4 separate regions of the Mus musculus genome follow, and all the other regions are linked to region 1. The links are chromatin contacts, called in public ChIA-PET, Hi-C and promoter capture Hi-C maps. All regions are on one chromosome and are shown on one strand. The core of a region is the stretch at or near the end of the contact, and the rest is flanking DNA. Distances in the headings are between cores, read along the strand shown.

The links. Hi-C and Micro-C count contacts between places; a contact is called where the count stands out from the background. ChIA-PET counts read pairs in DNA pulled down with a chosen protein or histone mark. Capture Hi-C pulls out chosen DNA fragments and counts their contacts.
Region 2: a contact with region 1 is called in an RNA polymerase II ChIA-PET map of memory CD8 T cells, with 12 read pairs. The contact joins the promoter of Nucb1 here to the promoter of Ap2a1 in region 1. A contact is called at or near these places in 1 of 39 promoter capture datasets (cranial neural crest) and 2 of 115 datasets of contacts at active chromatin or transcription factors (memory CD8 T cells and thymic regulatory T cells).
Region 3: a promoter capture Hi-C map of adipose tissue shows a contact between it and region 1. The contact joins the promoter of Ftl1 here to the promoter of Ap2a1 in region 1. A contact is called at or near these places in 2 of 39 promoter capture datasets (maxillary cranial neural crest and pre-B cells), 3 of 115 datasets of contacts at active chromatin or transcription factors (astrocytes, bone marrow-derived dendritic cells and memory CD8 T cells) and 2 of 9 other capture datasets (adipose tissue and liver).
Region 4: a contact with region 1 is called in a Hi-C map of B cells, with 10 read pairs. The contact joins the promoter of Bcat2 here to the promoter of Ap2a1 in region 1. A contact is called at or near these places in 1 of 39 promoter capture datasets (liver), 1 of 484 Hi-C or Micro-C datasets (B cells), 2 of 115 datasets of contacts at active chromatin or transcription factors (astrocytes and bone marrow-derived macrophages) and 2 of 9 other capture datasets (adipose tissue and liver).

Annotation. Positions count from the first base shown.
Region 1 is chr7:44,927,709-44,931,014 of GRCm38.p6, reverse strand. It overlaps Ap2a1 (adaptor-related protein complex 2, alpha 1 subunit), which reads left to right and starts at 1,525. Exons shown (of 24, transcript NM_007458.2): 1 at 1,525-1,735. The coding sequence starts at 1,669. It also overlaps a transcript of Tsks not described here.
Region 2 is chr7:45,508,327-45,511,776 of GRCm38.p6, reverse strand. It overlaps Nucb1 (nucleobindin 1), which reads left to right and starts at 1,369. Exons shown (of 13, transcript NM_001163662.1): 1 at 1,369-1,454; 2 at 1,930-2,071. The coding sequence starts at 1,940. It also overlaps a transcript of Tulp2 not described here.
Region 3 is chr7:45,458,017-45,461,306 of GRCm38.p6, reverse strand. It overlaps Ftl1 (ferritin light polypeptide 1), which reads left to right and starts at 1,421. Exons shown (of 4, transcript NM_010240.2): 1 at 1,421-1,777; 2 at 2,077-2,223; 3 at 2,647-2,772; 4 at 3,024-3,290. The coding sequence starts at 1,676. The coding sequence ends at 3,200.
Region 4 is chr7:45,568,476-45,571,707 of GRCm38.p6, reverse strand. It overlaps Bcat2 (branched chain aminotransferase 2, mitochondrial), which reads right to left and starts at 1,555. Exons shown (of 11, transcript NM_009737.3): 1 at 1,309-1,555. The coding sequence starts at 1,332. 0610005C13Rik (RIKEN cDNA 0610005C13 gene) reads left to right here. Exons shown (of 5, transcript NR_038166.1): 4 at 516-722.

The sequences.
Region 1 (3,306 bases), core at 276-2,775:
TTTCCAGTGCTGAGGATTGAACTCAGCATTTGGATGTAATAGTCAAGTACTCGTCCACTGAAACAGGACTCAGTCCCTCACTGGGGGATTCAAGGCAGGAGGTTTATATCTGAGCCACACCCCAGCCCCTCACTGGGGAGTTCTAGGCAGAGGCTCTACCTCTGAGCCACACATACACCCATTCTCTCACTGGGGGATTAAACGTTACATCCTTAACCTTTTCTGTTTTTGAGACAGGGACTCTCCATGTAGTCCTGGCTATCCTGGAGCTGTTTACATAGATCAGGCTGGCCTCAAACTCACAGAACACTACCTTCTATTCACAAGGACTCAGTGCTGCCTCTTCCTAGGTCCCAGGACATAACTACCTTCTAGACCCATTCTGGGGGTGTCAAATTAGAAAAGCCTGTCAGGGGTGCCGTTTTGTTCATGGGGATAATAGACATGGACTCTCCCAAGTCCCTTTGCCCCAAATTTCTCAATAACCCCGGGCATTGGTGTTCTGGGGGCTTTGACTTCCCTGCAACTAGTGAACCATAGAACCTAGGGAGTCGGAAGCAAAACAAACTGACCCAGTCCTCAGCTGTGGCTTTAACTGGCTTTTCCTTGAGTGGTTCTCCAGAACTGATGGAGGAAGCAATTTTGATCTTATGACCATTATAGGCAGATTGTCTTCGGTACTGGGGTTTAGGGAGGAAAAAAGAGTAACCTATATTGAAAAATGTTTAAAAACCAAAATAGTAATCCCAGTTTTCCATTTTTGAGCTGTAGTCTTGGGGAAGCCACTCAATCTCTTTGGACCTCAGTGTCTATGGTAACAATCCTTAACCGGCAGTCCCTCCTCTCATGGATAAGAGGTTTGCAGACAAGTCAAATTTCCAGGCGTTGTTTTTAGGGAAGGGAATGCTCCCGAGGCCGGGGCTCGGGAGTGGAGACCGACTGGGAAGAGGGAGGCGCCTGCGTAGTGGACACCTCACGGTCTACCGCCTCGCCCAGCCCCTCTCTGCAGCAGGGAATTGCAGGCATCGCTCCACCTATCGCAGTTCAGCTAACTGACAGGGCTTCTTTCTCCTTCCTTCTCTACGGATCGTCGCCCTTTTGCCCGCCCCCCACAACCGCCCCTTCGAGGGCGGAAGTATGACGCTTCCGGCGAATCGGCAGAGCCTTGCGAAGAGCAATCTCCTCACCCATTGGTCTTCTTTTCCCGAAGTTCCGCCTCCTTCGGCCTCTTACATCCCGCCCTACTGGCGCGGAGCTGGTAGTCCATCCAATTAGCGTTGGTCTCGGCCGTTCAGGGGGCGGTCCCAGAGTGTGTCATCGAACTCCCCCGTCTCTAGGGCAACGCCCCCTGCCTCCCTGCTCCGAACGGAAATAGCCCGGTACTGCACCAATCATCACCTGGTGTCTTTACTATTTAGCCAATCAGAGAGAGAGGAGGGCGGGCGTTCTATTGTGAGCGGCAGGGCTCTCAGCTAACAAGTGGCGTACGTTCCCGGATGACAATCCGTAGGGGCGGGTCTGAGGCGGGGCGTCGGCCTGCAGCCAGCCCGCCGCTAGCCCGCCCTCCCCCGGCCGGCTCCTCGGCGCCGTCTGGGGTCCTTTCCGCCCGGTGCCGCCAGCCAGCCCCGCGCCCGTTCGGCCAGGCTTGGAGCCGAGCCCTCCGCCATCATGCCGGCTGTATCCAAAGGCGATGGCATGCGTGGGCTCGCCGTGTTCATCTCCGACATCCGGAACTGTGAGCTCATGACCGGGGCCCGGGGGTCACGCGGCGACCGGGCGGAGGGAGCAGGGAAGCGCGGGGGTGTCCTCCCGGGAAGGACCAGGATGGCGCGGGCGGACGTGGCGGGAGGAGGTGGAGGGAATAGGGCAACGGGTTAGGTAGGTCATTCAGTGCCATCTCGAGCCTAGATGGAGGAAATCAGGGACGCAGAAGAGATGGGAGGCGGGCAACCACCTAGGGCCAGGGGCCAGAAGTTGGGGAACTGCCCAGGAACCAGAGATGATATAATTGGGGACAGCAGAAAGACCAGATATAATAAAGTGGGAAGACAGCAGAGGGACTCGAGATGATAAAGTGTGTGTGTGTGTGTGGGGGGGGGGGGGGATCAGGGTAACCAGAGATGATGAAGTGGGGAGATACCAGAGGAATCAGAAATAGAAATGGGGTGACAGCAGAAGGATAGAGAAGATAAGGTGGGGGACAGCAGAGGGATCAGTGATGGAAGTGGGGAAACTGCAGAGGAAGCAGAGATGATAGGGTAGGAACAACACCATAGGGCCCCCAGATGATAAGGTGAGGACATAGCAGAGAAACTAGAGATGATAAGGTTGGGGGGACAGCAGAAGGACCAGAGATGAAGAGGTAAGGGACAGAGGACCAGAGGATGATGTATGAAAAGACTCTACATGGAAGATTGTGTAAAAGACATGGAAGGCACCAGGTGTACTTGTGCAGGCCTTTAATCCTACTACCTCTGAGACACAGGTAGGCTGATGATCTCTGTGAGTCCATGACAGCCAGGGTTACACAGAGAGACCCTGTCTGAAACAGCTAACGTCCCCCTAATCCCCCACCCCCAAACAAGGACAGCATTGAAGAGGCTACATGTAAAAAATAAGGGACTATAGTATAAAGTCTTGGGGAACCTAAGATACCAGCAGGCTCTGGGAAGGTATCACAGAGTGAGTGTTTATGATGGAAGCAAGGTATCTTAATGCTCTGTGAGAAGAGCTCTATCAAGCTGGGGGAGGGGAAGTTTGTACCCTGAGGAAGGGAACAAGGCAGGCCTGGATCCAAGCCTTTTTTGGCTTATTACAGCAATATGAGGACCATAGTCCCTTCTAGGAAGGGTTGTAACAATGGCCTGGCCTGGCTGCTGGTCAGCTCTCAACTCCAGGGAGTAGATGCTCTGTGTGGAGCTGTCAGGACCCTTCAGAGGGTCCATGAGTAGATGTGGTCAGCCAGAGCTGGCTTTGTGTTACAGAACTCTGTCACTGGGTGACCTTGAACGAGGGACCTCACCTCTCAGTTTATTCCTGTCAGGAGAGGCTGCTGATGGCTTCTTAATGAGGGGTGGCTGGGCTGATGTGGGGTGAGGTCCTAGGCCAGGTCCTTGTAGCTGCTGTTGGCATTGGCTAACATCTAAAGAAGGACTCCTCCAAGCTGCTCGGGGGCGGGGGGGGGGGGATGTTGAGTTCAGTAGGTGTCAGCAAAAGGACAGTGGGAAGCTGTGTGCTCCCTTACCTGGGAGATGCTTCAGACCCGGTGAAAAGAGGCGGAGCTAGGAAGGGTTGTAGACTTTGGCA
Region 2 (3,450 bases), core at 120-2,619, 580 kb before region 1:
AAGATCCATTCAGTGTTAAGAGCTCTGTGAGATGTTGTGTAGGAGCTTGGAAGATAATGTTGAGAATAGTGCAGAAGATGGAGGCCTGGCTTGTGAAATTTCAGAGGGAAAATTAAAGACTCTTATCAGGGCCACTGCTATTTTGATTGTGAAGCTTCTGTGGTTCTGGTTAGCTGGGGCTGAAGAATCAGCTGTGATTAACAAGATACCAGAACTACTAAAGCGAAAACTTTGCATTACTGGGACTATTGATGCTTGTTAGCTGGAGCTAAAAAGTTATCTGTGATTAAGAAGAGACCAGCACCATTGAGGTGACATCTTCTGGGAAGTGTTTTCTGAAATCACAAAGAGGCTGCGTGACTAAGACAGATATCTTTTCCATGGAGTCAAAAGATACCAAAGTAGGGGCTGGTGAGATGGCTCAGTGGTTAAGAGCACTCATTGCTCTACTAGCAGTCCTGAGTTCAATTTCCAGCAACCACATAGTGGCCACGACTGCCTGTAATGGGATCTGATGCTCTCTTCTGATGTGTCTGAAGACAGCTATAGTGTACTTGTATATGTAAAATAAGCAAATAAATCTTTTTTTTTTTTTTTTAAATTACCCTCAGGACTGATGAGATGGCTCAGCGGTTAAGAGCTGTGACTGCTCCTCCAGAGGACCTGAGTTCAATTCCCAGCAACCACATGATGGCTCACAACCATTTGTAATGGGATTAGTTGCCCTCTTCTGGTGTGTCTGAAGACAGTGTACTCACATATAAATAAATCTTTTTTTTTTTAACTTAAAAAAAAGAAAAACAAACAAACAAAAAAGTTACCTTCAAAGATTTTTTTTTTTAAAGGTACCTAAGTATATGATTGCAAGTGGAAAACTAGGAGACAGAATCAGGTATTCGCAGCTTCTTCACTTTCATTTGTGTGTATTACCTACTTTTATTCTCAGCACAAGGATCTCTGTGACCTCTAGGCCATCCTGGTTTACACAGAGCTCCATCTAGGGATATGCAGTGAGACTCTGTTTAAAAAATAATGATCATATGCTATGTAGTTTCCTAACACTTGCAGGAACTTGTGGAGCGAAATTAAACGAGAAAACTACAACTCCCAAGAGACACCGCGGCAAGATGTCCGCAAAAGTTGTCCTGTCTCACCCCCTCCCCCAATCCCTGGGCATGCAGGGCTTTGAGTTTTACTTGAAAACGGACGCAGGAAATGTTGCGTTGAAGACTGTGAGCGTCCAAGAAAACCGGAAAGATTTTCAAAGATAAGGAAACCTCATCGGAAAGGGGCGGGGCCGTTAACGCGGGCGGAAGCTCAGAGTCAGCGTGGACCAATCAGTATTCTGGGGGCGGGCTCTCTGCGGGTGGAAAAGTGGGCGTGACTTAGGAGAGAAATCGCCAGAAACCTGGCGGAGGTTGCTGGCCTTAAAAAACGCCCTCAGCACTGGAGAGGTGAGGGGGGTTCAGAAGCCGTGGGCAAGAGGGGCTGGAGCGCGTGATACTTGTCCAGTGTCAGGCCTCGGCGGTCCCGGCAGAAGGGGAGGTTAGGGGCCTGGAATCACGGTTCGGGGGAGGATTCCCCTACTCAGGGAGCCGGAATGAGGGTCTGCGGATTGCGCTCCAGGAAAGGGAGGCTGGAGGCCTGGCGTCCGGGGTTGTTAGAGGCCTGGCATCCTGGGTTCCAGGTGACTAAACGCTTGGAGTCTTCATTTTTGCAAATCGGGTGGCGTGCACACTCGCTTCCCCAACCGGATACGGGGTTGGGACATCCTTAGCCAGGGATAGTACTACACGCCTGTAATTCCAGCGCTTGGAAGGGAGAGTCAGGAGGGTCAGGAATTCAAGGCCAACTTAGGCTACTTAATACACAGCTCAGAAAACCGTAGCAAAACAAGAAAAAAACCTCATTCTCCATCTCTCCTCACAGACCAGCCACGATGCCTACCTCGGTGCCCCGCGGGGCCCCTTTTCTTCTCCTACCACCTCTACTGATGCTGTCTGCTGTGCTGGCAGTGCCCGTGGACCGCGCAGCACCTCCTCAGGAGGACAGCCAGGCCACTGAGACCCCGGTGAGTAGCCCTGCCCTGGTCGCTGGCGTCTTTGCAGTGGTGCTTGCCATCCCCAGGGCCCTGGAGAAAACTCCAAGGGATCCCCTGTTTGATACGCTGAGGCGTGTCGTTTACCCGCCTTCCTTTGCCATAGTGAGTGTGTGAGACTTGCAAGCAGACCTGGGGGCAGTGACCTTTGAGATGTGGAAATCAAGACAGATCCCAAATGAAAACCTGTGTCACACCCTCATCTAAACTTTCCCCTCTGATCGTTAAGACCCTCTTTAACAAGGAATGAAGAAAACCTGAAAACCACATTTCCCAGTAGCACCGTCAGCAGCTGGATGCTACCACCTAGCAGGGCATTCTTGCTTCACGGAGCTCACGAGCAGTGTAGTTTAAGTGGGAAAAGGACACGGGAACTGCTGGTTTACTCATGCCAGTATTATTGAGCTCTGTGAAATCTTTGCTCCCAGAGAGTCCAAACTTTCAAACTCCAGGTCCCTGATTTATGGCCTGGTTCTTCCTGTAGCTCTCCCTAGCAATACAAGCTGTTGTTACCTCCTGAGACAGGTTGTTCCCAGCTCCTGTGTAGCGAGGCCTCCTGCCAGGCGTTAGTACTCAACTCTGTGAAATCTTGAAGCCTGAAAACCATTGTATCAGAGGAAAATAATAGAGCAGACAAGTTGTAAGTTTTTGCAGGTTCCAGGAGGGAGATGGAAGAGAAAACCAGGCTGTTTGAGACATGGGAAAAGTAGAGACGTTGAGCACTATGGGTCGTTAAGCAGCTATGTATCCAGATGGGGTTCTGCGGAATTGAGAGCGTCCTGGGGGTTGGGATAAGCATGCGTACGATTTGGGGTGATACTCAGAGAAAGGGAGGGAAGGAAGCCTTATGCTTTTGAAATGAGATATCTGAAAAAGTGGCAGTTTCAGCAATGGAGAGCAGCCATCAGCTACCCCTAGGGAGGGGCTTCTGGCCTGGAAGTACCTTATCTCATTAAGAAGATGGCCACACCCCCTATCCCTTAGCACATCTTGAGGTGAGTCAGCTTTCTTGGGCAGTGGATTCTTAGTCACATGACTGAAGGATTAGTCCGAAGGCTCTTAAGGGAGGGGACATTAATAGTATATAATGTTTGGGGCTGTTTAGGACAAATTCAGATTGTACTCGGTCGACCAGAAGGAAGTAGCTTCCCTTTAGTGGGCCTCAACACAGCTCAGATGTCTTCGATCTCCTCCCTTTTGTGGGGAATTTTCAATTTTCAGGAGATGCAAAGCTGATGATGATGAGGGAGGGGTTAATCCTCAGAGACCCTTAAGCCTGCCTGTGCTGTCTAACATTCCCCCAGGAGAGTTGAGACCCTAAAACTATGGAGGAGGTTATAGTGTTTTTAAGT
Region 3 (3,290 bases), core at 172-2,671, 530 kb before region 1:
CCTCTCTCCTTTCCTTGTCCCCTGTGGCTTCCGGGTTTTATCTTTTTCCACCTTTACAGCCTTGTCCAGGCCTGTCGGGTTGAAGGCCAGAGGTCAGGTTCTGGAGCACTGTGGTTAATGAGTAACTCTGACCCCCAAATCAACAGACCACCGCAGACGTCAAGTCAGGAGAAAGATACGTGTAGGCTAGCCACTCCAGAGCCGTACAGCTGCCTGACCACACAGGGAAAACAGACCACAAGCCCCTTAGCCGGGGGACTTCTGGCTGTCAGCCCGGGTGTGGCCTGCCGCCCGCCCCACTGCCTAGCTGAGCTCAGCGTGACTCAGCAGAACTGGCCTTGCTACCCCTTCCACTAAGGGCCTCAGCAGCACATTCTTCCTGCTCCGCGTGGCTCCCTTGACCCATCTTACTGTTTCTTCCTTTAGCCCCTTTTCATGATTGGGCTCGTTTCCCTTTGCTCTCTTCCCAGGCTTCTGAGATTAGACCCTGGTATGAGCCCGTCCTGTCCTCAAAAGTCCAGTTGGGCCTTGCATGCCCCAACTGTTCTGCGTAAGACTGACTGTCTGTTTCTGGGTCCTGAGTTCTTGCTCTCCCTAACTCTCGGGCCTTTTGATTCCAAAAGAGCAACCTGCAAGGAGGCTTCTGGACCAAACTCCAGGAAGGAGCCCAGCAATTCTCCAAGCGCCATCATGCGTGTCTGTTTCTAGAAAGACAGGTTCACTGACACAGACCCAGACAGACAGGCTGACCAGAACTCCAAAGTCCTGTCTGGGCCTCCACATGTCACCTTCCAGAGCACCCGAGGGAGGTGCACACACGGTAACCCAAGGCTCTCTGCCCACTCCAAGCCCTCAAAGGGCTTCACGACCTCCTGGGTTACAGAAAACAGAAAAACAAGCAAACAATCTTAGTTCCTATGGTGAACCTAAAACCCTATACTTCTGGGCATCCCTTCCATTCCCTCAAGGAGATCTCTAGAATCTTTGGAATACCAGACTTCCTCATGACGTGACATATCCCTTCATTGTGTGCAATTGGACATATGGAGGTTCCCTTTGCATTTACAGACATTACCCCACACTCAGCCCATCCCCAGATCCATGTTCTCAGGCCCCAAAATTCTCTTTTGTGAGACACCCAGAAAAGGACCTCGAAGTCATCCCCTCCCCAGGGTCTCAGTGACCCGGAGCCCAGAACCCTGCGACCCCTCCAGGTTGCGCCTCCGGATCCGGACCACCGCCCCTCCCCCAAGCCTCCATTTCACAAGGCCTCGCGCTCCAGTCCCGTGACTTCATCTCATGGGACTGGGTGGGTGGGGAGCGAGGTTCCCCTCAGCTCCGGATTGGTCAAGTATACTTTTCCGTCTCCGCCTCACGCCACCGCCGATTGGTTAGTCTCGGGCCTGGGGCACCCCTCCCTCCGGAGGGTCAACATGCTATAAAAGGAGCGCTCCTTGCCCGGGACTTAGAGCAGCGCCTTGGAGGTCCCGTGGATCTGTGTCTTGCTTCAACAGTGTTTGAACGGAACAGACCCGGGGATTCCCACTGTACTCGCTTCCAGCCGCCTTTACAAGTCTCTCCAGTCGCAGCCTCCGGGACCATCTCCTCGCTGCCTTCAGCTCCTAGGACCAGTCTGCACCGTCTCTTCGCGGTTAGCTCCTACTCCGGATCAGCCATGACCTCTCAGATTCGTCAGAATTATTCCACCGAGGTGGAAGCTGCCGTGAACCGCCTGGTCAACTTGCACCTGCGGGCCTCCTACACCTACCTCTCTCTGGTGAGCAGCTCGGGGTTGCCTTCTGAACGGGGGGGGGGGGGGGGGGTCCATCACACCCACCCTCCTGCGCATGCGCGGGCCTTCTTTGTTCCATGCAGGGCAGAGACTGTGCTCCGACCTCTCCCTCTCCCTGCGCGCTGTGTACATAGTAGTTTTGTCTGACTGGAACTCGCTGGGCAGACCGGGCTGCCCTCGAAATCTCACACGTACTGCCTCTACCTCTTGAGTGTTGCGATTGAAGTTTACAGTGTGAGCCGAGCCACCGCGTTCCGTTAACTCGTATTTGTAACCTCCCGCAGGGCTTCTTTTTTGATCGGGATGACGTGGCTCTGGAGGGCGTAGGCCACTTCTTCCGCGAATTGGCCGAGGAGAAGCGCGAGGGCGCGGAGCGTCTCCTCGAGTTTCAGAACGATCGCGGGGGCCGTGCACTCTTCCAGGATGTGCAGGTAAGAAGCGGGGGTATTGGGCACTACCGAGCATGTGCGTTTACTTGCCATCCCCATAGTTTGGGCATCCGGATAGACGTCTTGGAAGGGAGTGGTGGCAGGACTAGTGTAGACAATAGGAGTATGTAGAGCAACTAAACCCACCAGGATGTCAGAAACTGGAAAATGGGGGTAATTACAGAATACAGATGAGGACTGCTGGGCTGGGGAGAGGCGGTGTCTCTCTAGCTAGCATGGAAATCACAATGTAGACCAGGTTGCCTCCTATCAAGAGATCCTCCTGTCTTCTCGCCCAGTCTCTCAGTGGTGGGATTAAAGACAGTATCCCATTATTTTTCCCCACTGTGCCCACTTTTCCTGTGCAGTCAGTTTTATATTGGCTGGGTGAAGGATGTAATCTAGGCTTGATATTCTTGTGTGCAGAAGCCATCTCAAGATGAATGGGGTAAAACCCAGGAGGCCATGGAAGCTGCCTTGGCCATGGAGAAGAACCTGAATCAGGCCCTCTTGGATCTGCATGCCCTGGGTTCTGCCCGCGCGGACCCTCATGTAAGTACCTTGCTAATCATTTCTTCCCTTCTCTGACAAAACCTAGACTGTTGTGTGTTGGCTTTCAGCTCCCAATAATTTAATCCTCCTGCCTCCCGAGTGCAGATTGCAGAAGCACCACACACAGTACTGAGGACACACCTACCTACCTACCTACCTGCCCTTGAGGGCAGGATTTTTTTTTTTTAAAGCTTCCTGCTCACACCTGTCTCTTAGAACTCGGTGTCTGATGTCTCTTCCTTCCTTTACAGCTCTGTGACTTCCTGGAAAGCCACTATCTGGATAAGGAGGTGAAACTCATCAAGAAGATGGGCAACCATCTGACCAACCTCCGCAGGGTGGCGGGGCCACAACCAGCGCAGACTGGCGCGCCCCAGGGGTCTCTGGGCGAGTATCTCTTTGAGCGCCTCACTCTCAAGCACGACTAGGAGGCCTCTGTACCTTCCAAGGGGCTCCCCCCTCTGCTCTGCACCAGCCCGCCCTGGGACCTCCACCTGAATGAACCTCTCAAGCCACTA
Region 4 (3,232 bases), core at 306-2,805, 640 kb before region 1:
TACAGCCAGGGTTGTCCTTGGCCAGTTGAAGGGCTGTTTCTTTCAGACTCAGAGTATCCCAATGCCAGTCTAGGCTAGTCCCTGTAAGACAGTCCTTGCAAACCCCAGCCAGCAGGTTCCTCTATACTCCAAAATTTCACTTTGTGGACACTCACCACTAGATACTCATAGCTCTGAGCAGGCTCATGTTCAAAGTGTCTCCATTACAGGGTAAAACTGTCTTCAGAACCCAGTTCTGTCCCATTAGAATTAGAGATTGGTCCAGTATGGCAATGCTGTATCCATCCAAGGCCACCACACAGTCAGAGCCTAGATTCTTGTCCCCGTCATATCCCAAGACCATCTGCATAGAACATTTCTGTCTGTCACTAAGAACTGGGGGACTTAAAGGTTTGTTCAGGAATTCGCCAGCCTGGAGCGAGAACTTCTGATAAGCAGGTGGGAGCTAACAGCAAACGCTTTCCCCCAAGGTTATGGCCAGCTGTTTCCACACTTATTTATCACGTTCTCTTAAGATCACAGACTCTCAAGCTCAGCAGTGGTGGCCCAGGACTTTAATTCTAGGACTCAGAAGGCAGAGGCGGGCAGAGTTCGAGGCCAACCTGGTGGTCTACAGAGCAACGGGACAGCTGGGAGTATGCAGTGAAACCCTACCTCGAAAAGACAAACAAACAAACGAAATATCATAGATTCTCCATCTATGACACCGCTTGACACCATCGGTAAGCACTGACTGAAGTCTTCTGGTCTGGAGGATCTTTTATCATTTTGACAGACAGAAACTTGACTGGGATTACAAAACCAGGTACAGAGAGCCTCAGACACTGCACACATCGACATGTGCTTTTTGTTCCAAGAAATAAGATCTTGGGTTCAATTCCCACCCAAGACCCTGCGCCAAGCCATACACTAAGTCCCAAGAGGTCCTGGGCCCCTTGTCTAAAGGAACCCAAGAGCAACTGGTCCTTAACACACACAGGCTGCATGCCCCAGCCACAACTTCCCCGCATCCACCCCACCCTGTACTTCTCCCATTATAGTCCTCCTCCATGGCTCCCCACGTCCGAGCTCCCGGTTCAGGCACCTCTCGCGCCCCACTCCTGTCTACCCATTCTGCCGCCCGCCCGTTATAGCCCCGTCTTTCTTCCCAAGGGGGGGTCCATCCGCCTCCGTGCTGGGCAGCGGAACCCGAGGCACAGAGGAATGACGCCAAGCCGGAAAGGCTGCGCGCCAGTGGTCCACCCGGAAGTGCGCCCCCCCCGCATCAGGTCCCCCAGAGCCCCCAGCGCCGGCCGGCCACGCACCCACCTGTCCTAGTGTGGCTGCAGCCATGATCCGGTGTGTGCGGCTGGTGACTGTGCCCGCCTGGGGCGCGGCCTGGTGAAAGGCATTCGGGCCCCGCCCTGCTCACGCCCCCTCCCGCAGATGGCTGCTGTGTCGAGCCTCACTTCTGCCAGGCCGTCCTTAGTTCTGGGACCACAGGGACCCAGGCTCTGCTGTGAAGATCCTGCGCGGGAACGGTCCCGACCTGCCGCACTCTCTCCCTCCTCGCCTCCACCCTACCCTGCTCTACCACAGCCACACTCACTCCCAGCTAGGCATTTACTTTGGCTTTTGTTTGGCATCTGAGTATGGAATCCGTGGGCTCGTGAATGTTTGGGAAGCGCTCTAACCCCTGGGAACAGATCCAGACCTCTAAATTTTGTATATGTCGCCGAGCATGGTGGCACACGTCTTAAGCTCAGCGTTTGGGAGACAGGTGGAAGGATCTCTGTGAGTCCAAAACCATTCTGAGCCACCTAATTAGTTCCAAGCCAGCCAGGGCTATCTGGTAAGACCCTGCCTTAAAACACTGCCTCCCAGCACTCGAGGCAGAGGCAGGAGGATTTCTGAGTTCGAGGCCAGCCTGGTCTACAAAGTGAGTTCCAGGACAGCCAGGGCTACACAGAGAAACCCTGTCTCGAAAAACAAACAAACAAAAAAAAGAGGTTGGAAAGAGGGCGCAACAGTTAAAAGTACTGGGCTGCTCTTAGAGAGGACCGGGCTTGGTTCCTAGCACCCACATAGCTCATAAGTGCCTGTAACTCCAGTTCCAAGGGATTCTGTGCCCTCTTCCGAGTTCCACAGGCACCGGCATGCACATGATACACTAACATATGTGCAGGCAATACACATACACAAAAAGTTTAAAACATTTTTTCTTTCTTCTATCTATCTATCTATCTATCTATCTATCTAGAGACAGTGTTTCTCTGTGTAGCCCAGGTTGTCCTAGAACTAGCTCGGTAAGTAAACCAGGTTGTCCTCAGACTTACAGAGATCCTCCTGCCTCTGCCTCCAAAGCTGAAATTAAAGGTGTGCCACCACTGCTTGCTATAAAACGCTTTTCTAAAAATAAAGCAAGAACAACAATGCACATTCACAGGAACTATCATCAGTGGCAAAGCGGGCCAGACGGCTTTGATAAAAAGGAACAGCGCAGCCGGGTGTGGTGGCGCATGCCTTTAATCCTAGCACTTGGGAGGCAGAGGCAGGTGAATTTTGAGTTCGAGGCCAACTCTGTCTACAGAGTGAGTTCCAGGCCAGCCAGGGCTACACAGAGAAACCCTGTCTCAAAAAACCAAAAAAAAAAAAAAAAAAGAAACAGTTCACTGTAAATGCCAGTGGATCAGAGAAAGTGTACTTTAAGCCAGGCCTAGCTGAGGCAGGAGGTTTGTTGCAAATAAAAAAGCACCCTAAGTGAGAAAGCTAAACTCTTGTCTCAAATGAGACAAAAAGAAATAGGACTTTGGAGAAAGATGATGGCTAGAAGCTAAGACGCCTCACTCTGCACAAGGAGATAACATGTTCATTGTAATTCTGAGATAAGTGCTTGAGTACACACACAGAGGGGGGTGTGTATGTGTTCTCAGGTCCATGGTTCATTGTGCCTCCTTCAAGTTTCCTAAGAAGCTCAAAAAAATTTCATACTTCAAATCATTACAGGACCTCACATCAGCCTACAGCTTCAAACCACACCCCTTCATCCTTAGCTCTCCACCTTTAAGGCTTCAGAGGTAGTTAGACAATCGGTGCCAGAACACACACACACACACACACACACACAAGAAGCTTCTGCTGAGTCTCTATAATTCTGCAGAATGTTCTCAGGCTCTACAGCCACAACTGCTCCCAAATCCCAACACCGGATCACTGTTCTTTAAACTGCCCAGGGCACAGTAACCAAACCACA